Regions from separate parts of the Ovis aries genome. Here region 2 is linked to region 1. A link is a contact called in public Hi-C data. All regions are on one chromosome and are shown on one strand. The core of a region is the stretch at or near the end of the contact, and the rest is flanking DNA. Distances in the headings are between cores, read along the strand shown. Region 1 holds the start of FOXP1 (forkhead box P1). Region 2 overlaps FOXP1 (forkhead box P1).

Region 1 (3,986 bases), core at 1,271-3,770:
TATTGAAATAAATTGCTATTCCCCTGAGTTATAATTTTGCAACCCAACATATACCATAACATGTTATATCGGGCATAAACACTGTAGAAATGAAAAACATCATCACATCCCCAGCCAACAACCCTCCATAGACTGGCTACTTTGTAGATTTCCATTTACTTCCATGTAAATTCAGCATATGGAATTTCCAGTGATGGTAATGGGTGGTAAAGGGTTGTTCATAGTGTTAACTGAGAAGACAAAGCTTTTATATAATTGTCTAGTACATGGTAAGGATTCAATAAATATTAGATGTTATCACTGACAGATGTAGACTGTGAGCTCCTCAAGGGCAGAAATTTTATGTATTTTTGCATCCCTCAGTGCCTACTATATGGTCTAGAACATAGTAGGTGTGTCATGTCTTAATTTCTTGAATCAAAGAACACAACTCTAGCCTCTAGGAAGCTAGGAAGTGCTGCAGGAACTGAAACACATTTTCTTTATCTCGATTCTAGTCTAAAGATCTGATGGATGGTTTTGCCTGGATAGCCTAGCGTCTTACACAGCATGCATTCAACAAGAATTCTACTGTGTTGTAATTACCTTAGCATGGTCTCCCTGTCTCTGGCTTTATTCTGTAGCATGAGTGAATGATTTTTTTTTTTTACTTGCAAAACAGATACAATTTTAAAATGGTAGTCTTATGCTATTGTTGAAATTGAGATTTAGAATTCTTCAGTAAATGAATGTTTTAAAATATTTGTATACAGACAGTATCCAAAAAATTGATAATAACTCTTTTTCAGAATATTGGTTATCTACAACTGCCCCAGCCAGGCTAAAGACCAGAGAGATAATACTTACCCTCCCCACCAGGTCTTCCCCCCTTCCCCCATTGTCTCCTCACCTCCCAAGTACTTTGTAGGAATCCACAGGACTGGCTGCCAATATATTCTCATAAAGAGTTACCCTGCTATACCACCCAGCCGGTAGCTGGAAATGCTGGTATGTTAGCGGCATCTGAGGTTAAGAGTCTGAAAAAATTATTTCTGTTAAAAACAATAACAAACCATAGAGCCATGTATCTTTCCAAGTCACAGTGTGGAAACAGAAAGTCATCTTCCTTCTCTATTTGTATTGATGATAGTGAAAGAAATGCTTGTGTCTTTTGTTTTGTACATGTATATTTCAAAATATTTAATCCAGGCTCCTAATTTACTCCTTCAAATTTCTAAATTCCACCAAACTTCAAAGCAACAAAAAGAAAAAAAGTCTCACCTTTTCAAAGAATTGGACAAAGCTTTTTACATGTGACTGATCTCTGGGAGAGAAGGTAATTTGTGTTAAACAACTGATTGACATTCTAGCCCCCTGGGCGTTTTCCTAAGAGAAACCGTGGCAAGAACAGAGCTCCCAACGCAGCCACTTTCCCCTGAAGTGGATCTAACTACACATTCCTGCAGTGACTCTGAGAAGGAAGGACGGGGAAGCGTCCCACATTACACTCTCCTGCTTCAGAAATACAGGGGGAAAAACCCCTCGCTGGCTGGTTTCTCTTTCTTGCAAACAGGGGTTTGTCCTCCTGCTGAACTTTCACCTTCCGAACTCGCCTTCTTTCATTGGACAAAGTACAGAAAGAAAGAGGAGAGACCGAGGGAGGACGGGAGAGAAGGAGAAAGGGGGTTGAAAACACCACCCCCTCCCCCTCCTTCAACTGTCACTGATGGCAAAACACTTTCACTTTTAACTGGAGGAAACTCACATCCCTGTCTATCCTCTCCTCTTCCTTCTGTATTTTTAGCTCAGAAACCAAGCAAATAGCCGTCGCCTTACGATCTTCGTCCCTAGTTGCTAACACTCTCCCTCTCGCTTTTTTCCCCAGGGTCTGAATGGGCCCCCCTTTCCCCTCTTCTGAGGAATCCCCCTCCCCCATGCCCCTTGTTTTCCAGGTCTTTCTTGCCTGATTCCTCTTTTGCCAGGGACTGCTCTGGCGTGGCCCTCCTCTCTCTCGGGTCTGCAGGCTCTGCCTCCCTCTCTCCCATCCAGCCTGGACGCCCCTCACTCCTACCTCTCTGTTCCCCTTGCCCCCAATTCCCACCTCCCCCAGCCCTGCTTTGGCAACTGCGATTTTTTTTTTTTTTTTTTTGCTGCAAGCCTTGTTGTTTACCCAGCAGGTGGATGTGACGTCAGGGACGCACAACAGCAAAAAATAACAACATCTCCCTCCGCGACGTGTTGGCCTCGCGCGCGCCTTATTTATTTATTTGTTCCGGGGGTGGGGGCGGGCACCAGCACCTAAGTGGCTTGGGGAAGGAGGGTGAGCAGGCTCAGGCCCGGGGGTGGTTTGTGGGCGCGTGAGGTGGAGAAGGGGCCCAGGCTGGATGTCAGGGGTGGGAGCAGGCTGGGGAAAGCCCCGGCCCGACGCCGTCCGCGCCTCTGCGGCCGCCGCCACCACTGGCGCTAGCTGGGCTCCGGGAAGCTAGTCCGGAGCGGAGGAATCTATTGTTATTTATTGTGTGGCGGTTTCATGCTGTACTCGCGCGGCCCGGCCCTCGCCCGGGAGTGCGTGTGTATGTGTGTGTCTGTGTGTGTGTGTGTGTGTATATGTGCGCGCGCGCGCGCGTGTGTGACCAAGTGAGTGTGTTTGCGGGGGTGCGCGCGCGGGCGGGAGTGGGCGCGCTCGGGGAAAGGCCCGAAAACACCTTAGTTTGCACCGAGAGACCATTTGCAGCGGGTGAGTTTGTATTTTTCCATTTCTGCTCCACTTTTTCCCAAGCCGCCTCCTGCCTTGTTTCCGACCACTTTAAACAACAAAAACAACAACCAAAAAAAAAAAAAAAAGAAAGAAAGAAAGAAAAGAAAAATATCTACTTTCCATCTCCCGGCTCCACGGCTCCACGTGCATCTCCCCCAGCCCTCCCCAGAGGCAGCCTCTCTCTTCCCAGGGTCAGGGCCAGGCTCTGGGGTGGGTGGGGGCTGCGAGTCGCCTGGGGGTGGAGGGGTTTCCAGGGGCACTGCTCTCTTGGGTGCATTTCCATAAGTCAAATGGGGGGTGGGGCGGCGAAGGCAGCGGCGAGGAGGCAATCTCGCCTTCCCCTTGGCCCCTTCACGCGTTGTTCTGCACTCGCCGTGGGGAGAGAAATCGATAAGCCCAGGCGGCCTGGTGTAACTTTCAGTGTCCGTTGTTGGGGTGCCTTCCGAGTAGCTGCCGGGAGGGCGCAGGGCCCGGGGTCAGGTCCACGGCGGGAGGGGGGCGCGCTGCTGGGTGCTTCTCGAGCCCAAAGTTTGCACTTAGAGCAAACTTTTTCCCTTCGCTCAACTGCTAGTGTTTGTCCCCTCTGTGCCCAGGGGCTGCTCCGTGGGCCTCAGCAGAATGACTGGGGATGTCCGCGCCCTAGGCCCCGCGGCTGGGGACGTCTCTAGTGCTACGCACGCCGCGTCCCGACCTCGATGGCGGGGACACTCCTCTGTCGCACCCCAGAGCCCAGAAAACTCAAAACACATACCCGCACACCCTCAGCTAGACACGTACCCCTCACGCGCTCGGCCCAGCGAACTCAGCCTCCCTGCCAGGGATCCGCGACTGCCGTGGCCAGCTCCGCGAGTGAGAGTGGGAGCAGGGCGCGCTGCGGGTCGTCGCCGCGCGCGGATTCCTCTCCACGCCATCACATGCACTTTCTGGGTGTACTCCCCTCTTAAGAACGGGGGTGGAGGGGATTTCCCAAGCCTCGATATGTCCTGAGACGTGCGCGAGTCGCCGCGTCCCTTTGGCGCTGTCCCGGCAGCCGATGGCTCTCTGTTCCTCGTCTGCGCGCCGCCTTCTTCCCGAGCTCCCGGCGCTCCATTCGTGCCCCGCAGAGAGGATTCAGCTGAGCCAGCCCGCGAGCCGGGCGGCCGTGCGCCTCGGGTGGGGACCGAGGTGGCGGCGCCGGGAGCCGAGGGGTTTGCCAGTTGCTGCAGGGTCGCGGTCATTCACTGCCTCCGCCTCCCCTCGCCCCCGCCTT
Region 2 (4,483 bases), core at 751-3,250, 40 kb after region 1:
CCTAACATCTTTGATATCTTTAGATATACAAGTGACTTCGTCTTTGCTTTGTAAGGTGTTTAGAGCAAGTAAGGTTACAACAGTAAGCTGAATCTGGGAGGGAAAAACTATTACCTTTCTTGTCTATCGTCATTCCCTTGAAAATAACTATGACTCAAGTTTCACTTAAACATGTGGTGACTTACAAATGTTGTGGTTTATAAAATACGTAACAATTTAGTCCTGCTTCTTTTTCTCTCCCCTGCCTTGGTGATCACATTCTGCCTGTTTTAATGTACAAACAGCGGACTGTGTTATTTTCACAAGGACCACCCCACTTATAAAATCAAGTGGTCTTTAATTTGTTTGGGGCTTTGAAAGATTGTTTAGCATTTTCCTTTCAAATGCAGGAGTAAGGAGAGCTTCGGGTTTGGATTCTGTAAACATGTGTTTTTGCCATTAACGTCAGGGCAAAGGCTTTCCTTTTTCTTTTTTTATTTGATTGGACAAACTGTTCACTTGTACTACTTCACTTCCTTATCTTTTCTTTCCTGCTTTATTCTCTTTTTGGACCCAATTTTCCCATTTTCCTTCCTTTCATTTTCTGTGTCTTTGAGGAAAATCAAGGCTGAAATATGTGTAAGTGACCAGTGCTATAGAAATTTTTAAAAGCTATAGATGTATTTTTTATTTCTTTTAGTTTTCTGTGTCTTTTCCTTTTTGAAGTCTCTGAGGAAAATTAAGGCTTAACTATGTGTAAGTGACCAATGCCGTAGCCATTAGGAAAGATACCAATAATTAAAAGATACGAAGTTTAAAGTAAAGTTTAAGAAAATGCCATAGCATTAGTCTTTTTGGCATATTTCAGTCCTGATTTGTCTAACAGACTTTTAAAAAGTAATATGTGTATGTGTGTGTGTGTATATGTATGTGTGAATATATATGCACACACATGCACACACAGTATGTAGTAAATAAGATTTCACATCTTTACAAATACATTCTAAAGAGAACCATTTCAGACACATGGACTTTTCCTGAAGATGGCATCTACCTTTATGTTGCTGTCTAAGGGGGTTCTGGCATTTTCTTTGTTAGTCAGATTGGAAGGAGTTGAGTAAACCAGAAAGAAGCCTGCCGCCTGCCTGCTCCAGGCATAGAGTTAGGGGACCTGGGCAGGTAGCACTCAGGTTTCCTGTGAGCCTGCCCTCCCACTTTGTTTCGAGGCAGAGGCTAGGGGATGTCTGTCCAGACAAGACTTGCCCAGCCACATCTGCGCCATGTAGCTGTCAGTTGTCACACACGCCCTCGAGTCTGCGCCTCTTAGGGGCACTGTTGCACATCGCAGCCTGGTTCTGTGGCTCAGCGTGGCTGGTGGCTGACCAGGGCTTGGTGTTGACCATGGTTAGGGTGACGAGGACACTTGAAAGACATAGAGATACCATGCACCCGGAGTCACTGCTGTTCCCAACCAGAGCTAGGTGCCCATTTCGCCCTGATCTTCCTCAATCCCTTTTCAAGTGGAAATTTTGCAAGTCGACTTCTGCAAGCATGCGTAGTACGATTTGGCTGACGGCAGTTTCTGGCAAAAGAAATAACCAAATTATTATTCAGTCATGGGTTTTTAACAGCCGCAGAGCAAGTGGATGTTAACTAAATGATGCAATTTATTCCCTTCCCTCTTATTGCCAGCTTGCCTATTACAGAACGACTGCCAGTTTTCAATAAGTGGTACCCAGATGGTATTCGCATGCCGCCCACTTGGTTACAGAGCCGAAGCGGGGAATAACTCGGCAGACACTACAAGCTGTGGGTCAATTGAGGGGGAATGCCTGTTGCTTCACAGTTTTGCATATGTAAATCTGTTAATGTTATGTCAGTATTGTGCGGGCTAAACACAAGCATTGCCTTTCTCTGGGGGCCCAGCTGAACTTGGACCACATCCCAGTCCTACCGAGGCTCGGAGAGCGAAGCTGCAGTTTGAGGATGCTGCGCAGCCTGCCTCCCTCCACTCCCGCCTCGCCGCTCTCGCGGTATCCACCGCCCGACTTGGACGCAGGAAGTGTCTGCCATAGGCTGACTCCATAATAGGACAGGCGGGCCGGTTTTATGAGGTTGGATGCGGAGGGTGGAGGAGTGTGAGCGCGTGTCTATTTTTAGGCCAGTCTTCAAGACAGTTCCTCGGGCCCAGCCTGCGCCTGCCTGCCTCGCTCACACTCTCCTCTGTGTGTCTGCCACACTTCTGCTCTCCATTTCATCAACTGCAGATGTGGCACACAGCCGTCTTAGAAGAGTCATGAACTGTGTCGTCTGCGCGGCTTAACAGCCAACATCTGTTGCAGCAGGCTGAAGGGAGAGGCAGGGAAATCATTTTCGGGAAGGCATTCAAGTGCCTCAACTTAGCCTCTTCTTTGGCCTGTGCAGACAATTATTTTACACTAATTGCATCAAGATAGCAGCTATAAAAACTGGGTTTGAAGCCCTCTCTTCCCCCATCCCCACCCCCTCATGAAAGTTGCAGCTACAAAGGGCAGTCCTTTTTTCCCCCCCCCCTTTTTATTGTGGTTTGTGTCTTGTTCTCAAAAGCTTATTACATTGGGTGCAAACAACAACAAAAATGCTATAAAAAGGCAAGAATCGTAATATGCTTAAGAGCTAAAAAGACCTATGGTGTTGGTGTAACCTATGAAAATATTCCTGCAGGTATTGTAAAATTTATGTGCCATATGAAAAACATTAAGGGTGTTGTTTTTTCGTGGAGGAAAATGTTCATCGTTGAGCCATTTTGTAAATTATTTTAAAGCTACATTTCTGCTAAAACCTCATGATTTTGATATATAAACCAGTTTAATGTTTTCTGCACAGACCCTGGCTTTTCTTAAATTTTATATATTGGAAAGCCCGTGTTTGTATTGGACCTTCTGGTTTGTTTCATATTGAAAATCCGTCTTGCGTGGCCCTGTGCCATGTGGCTTAGGAATAGTTTGACACGAGTCAAGCCTTGAATGTTGACTTTTGAGTCCTAAAAACTAGGCAAGACTGTGTTAATAAATATAGAGAAGTTTGGTAGTTTTTTTTTTTTTTAAGAGTAATTTGACGACAATAAGGATGTAAGGATGGGTTTTCTAATACGTTTGTCTGTTCTCAACTTTCATCCAGTTGTAATAGGGGCAACATTGTGTTTTGTACCAGGTCTTATTTTTTTTTAAAATGCTCTCAGTAAATTTTGGTTAATTACACATTCCAGCATCTCTGATTCTCTTGAAAGATTTGTTTCCGTGACATTTTGCCGTATCTGCTGTGCAGCTAGAGAAGCATGCTTCTCTCCTCACATTTCAAGTCTCTAGACTTTGTTCTGAAGAGCCAGATGGAAGTATGCAGATTGTTTTTATCTTTCGTCCTTCACACTGTAACCTGATCTCCAGCATATCTAGACATCTAGCAGAAAATTTACTATGTGAAAGCAAGGAAATGATTTAGAATATGGACCAGCCAGGGGAGGAAGGGCTTATGATGCACTTTATCAGAGCAAATCTCCCCACCCACCCACCCAACCCCTGAGCCCATCTTATTTTCTTTTCTTAAGAAATGGTTTTCTGATCAAGGGTACTTTTAAATGTGCCCAAATAAACTTCTTCCCACTTACCCTGGGCTGAGAACTGTAATTGCCCAGTGGGTTTGATAAACATGTAAATATGCATGCAGTTAAAGTTGATTACCTAATGATTAAAAGCTTAGAAGAAGCATGAATTGGTAGAATGATAGGCTGGACAGTGGCCTTGTAGATGAGACAGGGTAGTTTACTAAGATAAAGGACATTCCCAGAGTTACATATCTGGCCTGAGACATATCCAGGACTCAAACCCAGCATTCCCGCAATGGCTGCAGGAAACAGCACAATCTCAGGCTTCATAATATGTGTGCCTTTCATGGTAAAATATTTGCGAGCTTTTTGTTATGTGGTTCATATGCCTTGCTGGCCTAAAATGATTAAGGACAGTTGTCTCCTTCTGAACTTTGATTTCTGTTTGGAATCAAATTCGTAACTATTAATAGTATGAGGATCTTCAAGTTAATAACTGTATCAGGGTATCAGATACTTGCTACACTCTTGAGTAAGTATGTGTGGTATGTACAGTGTCTGTTTACACACCTTGCGTAGTGTCTACATTTTATACTCACGTGACATAGGTTTAAAAACTAGCTATGGCCTTTGTAAAATATGCAGCCTTGGGTCAGTTACCCTAACACCTCCGGGTCTCTGTTTTCTCTTGCCTGCAACAATGATAATAATAGTACTTGCCTAAGAATCGTCCCAAGAAGTTAATGAGATGACACACATATACTTAGCATTGCCAGCACAGCACACAGTATGCTTTCCTTAGTGAAATATTATTTAAATCAATTATCCACTGTTATAGTAGGGATATTTTCATTACTCTAGGAGGGGAGTGAAAAAGGATCTTGCTGCGATTTATGTCCAAGAGTATTTTGCCTGTGTTTT

What was found. Hi-C and Micro-C count contacts between places; a contact is called where the count stands out from the background.
Region 2: a Hi-C map of hypothalamus shows a contact between it and region 1, with 2.9 times the contacts expected there. The contact joins the enhancer-like site here to the promoter of FOXP1 in region 1. A contact is called at or near these places in 3 of 16 Hi-C or Micro-C datasets (hypothalamus, liver and tail adipose tissue).

What each region holds. Positions count from the first base shown.
Region 1 is chr19:30,120,763-30,124,748 of ARS-UI_Ramb_v3.0, forward strand. It overlaps FOXP1 (forkhead box P1), which reads left to right and starts at 2,521. Exons shown (of 21, transcript XM_060402218.1): 1 at 2,521-2,716. It overlaps LOC121817230 (a long non-coding RNA gene), which reads right to left and starts at 3,961. Exons shown (of 2, transcript XR_006057040.2): 1 at 3,515-3,961; 2 at 1-2,783.
Region 2 is chr19:30,161,126-30,165,608 of ARS-UI_Ramb_v3.0, forward strand. The region is part of intron 2 of FOXP1 (forkhead box P1); the gene reads left to right. Among named protein-coding and RNA genes, the nearest start is that of FOXP1, 40 kb to the left of the region's middle. Within about 2 kb of position 2,001, at least 22 of the 54 cell types and tissues checked have an H3K27ac peak or open chromatin away from gene starts, as enhancers often do. A contact at or near this core is called in hypothalamus and tail adipose tissue, where this site is marked.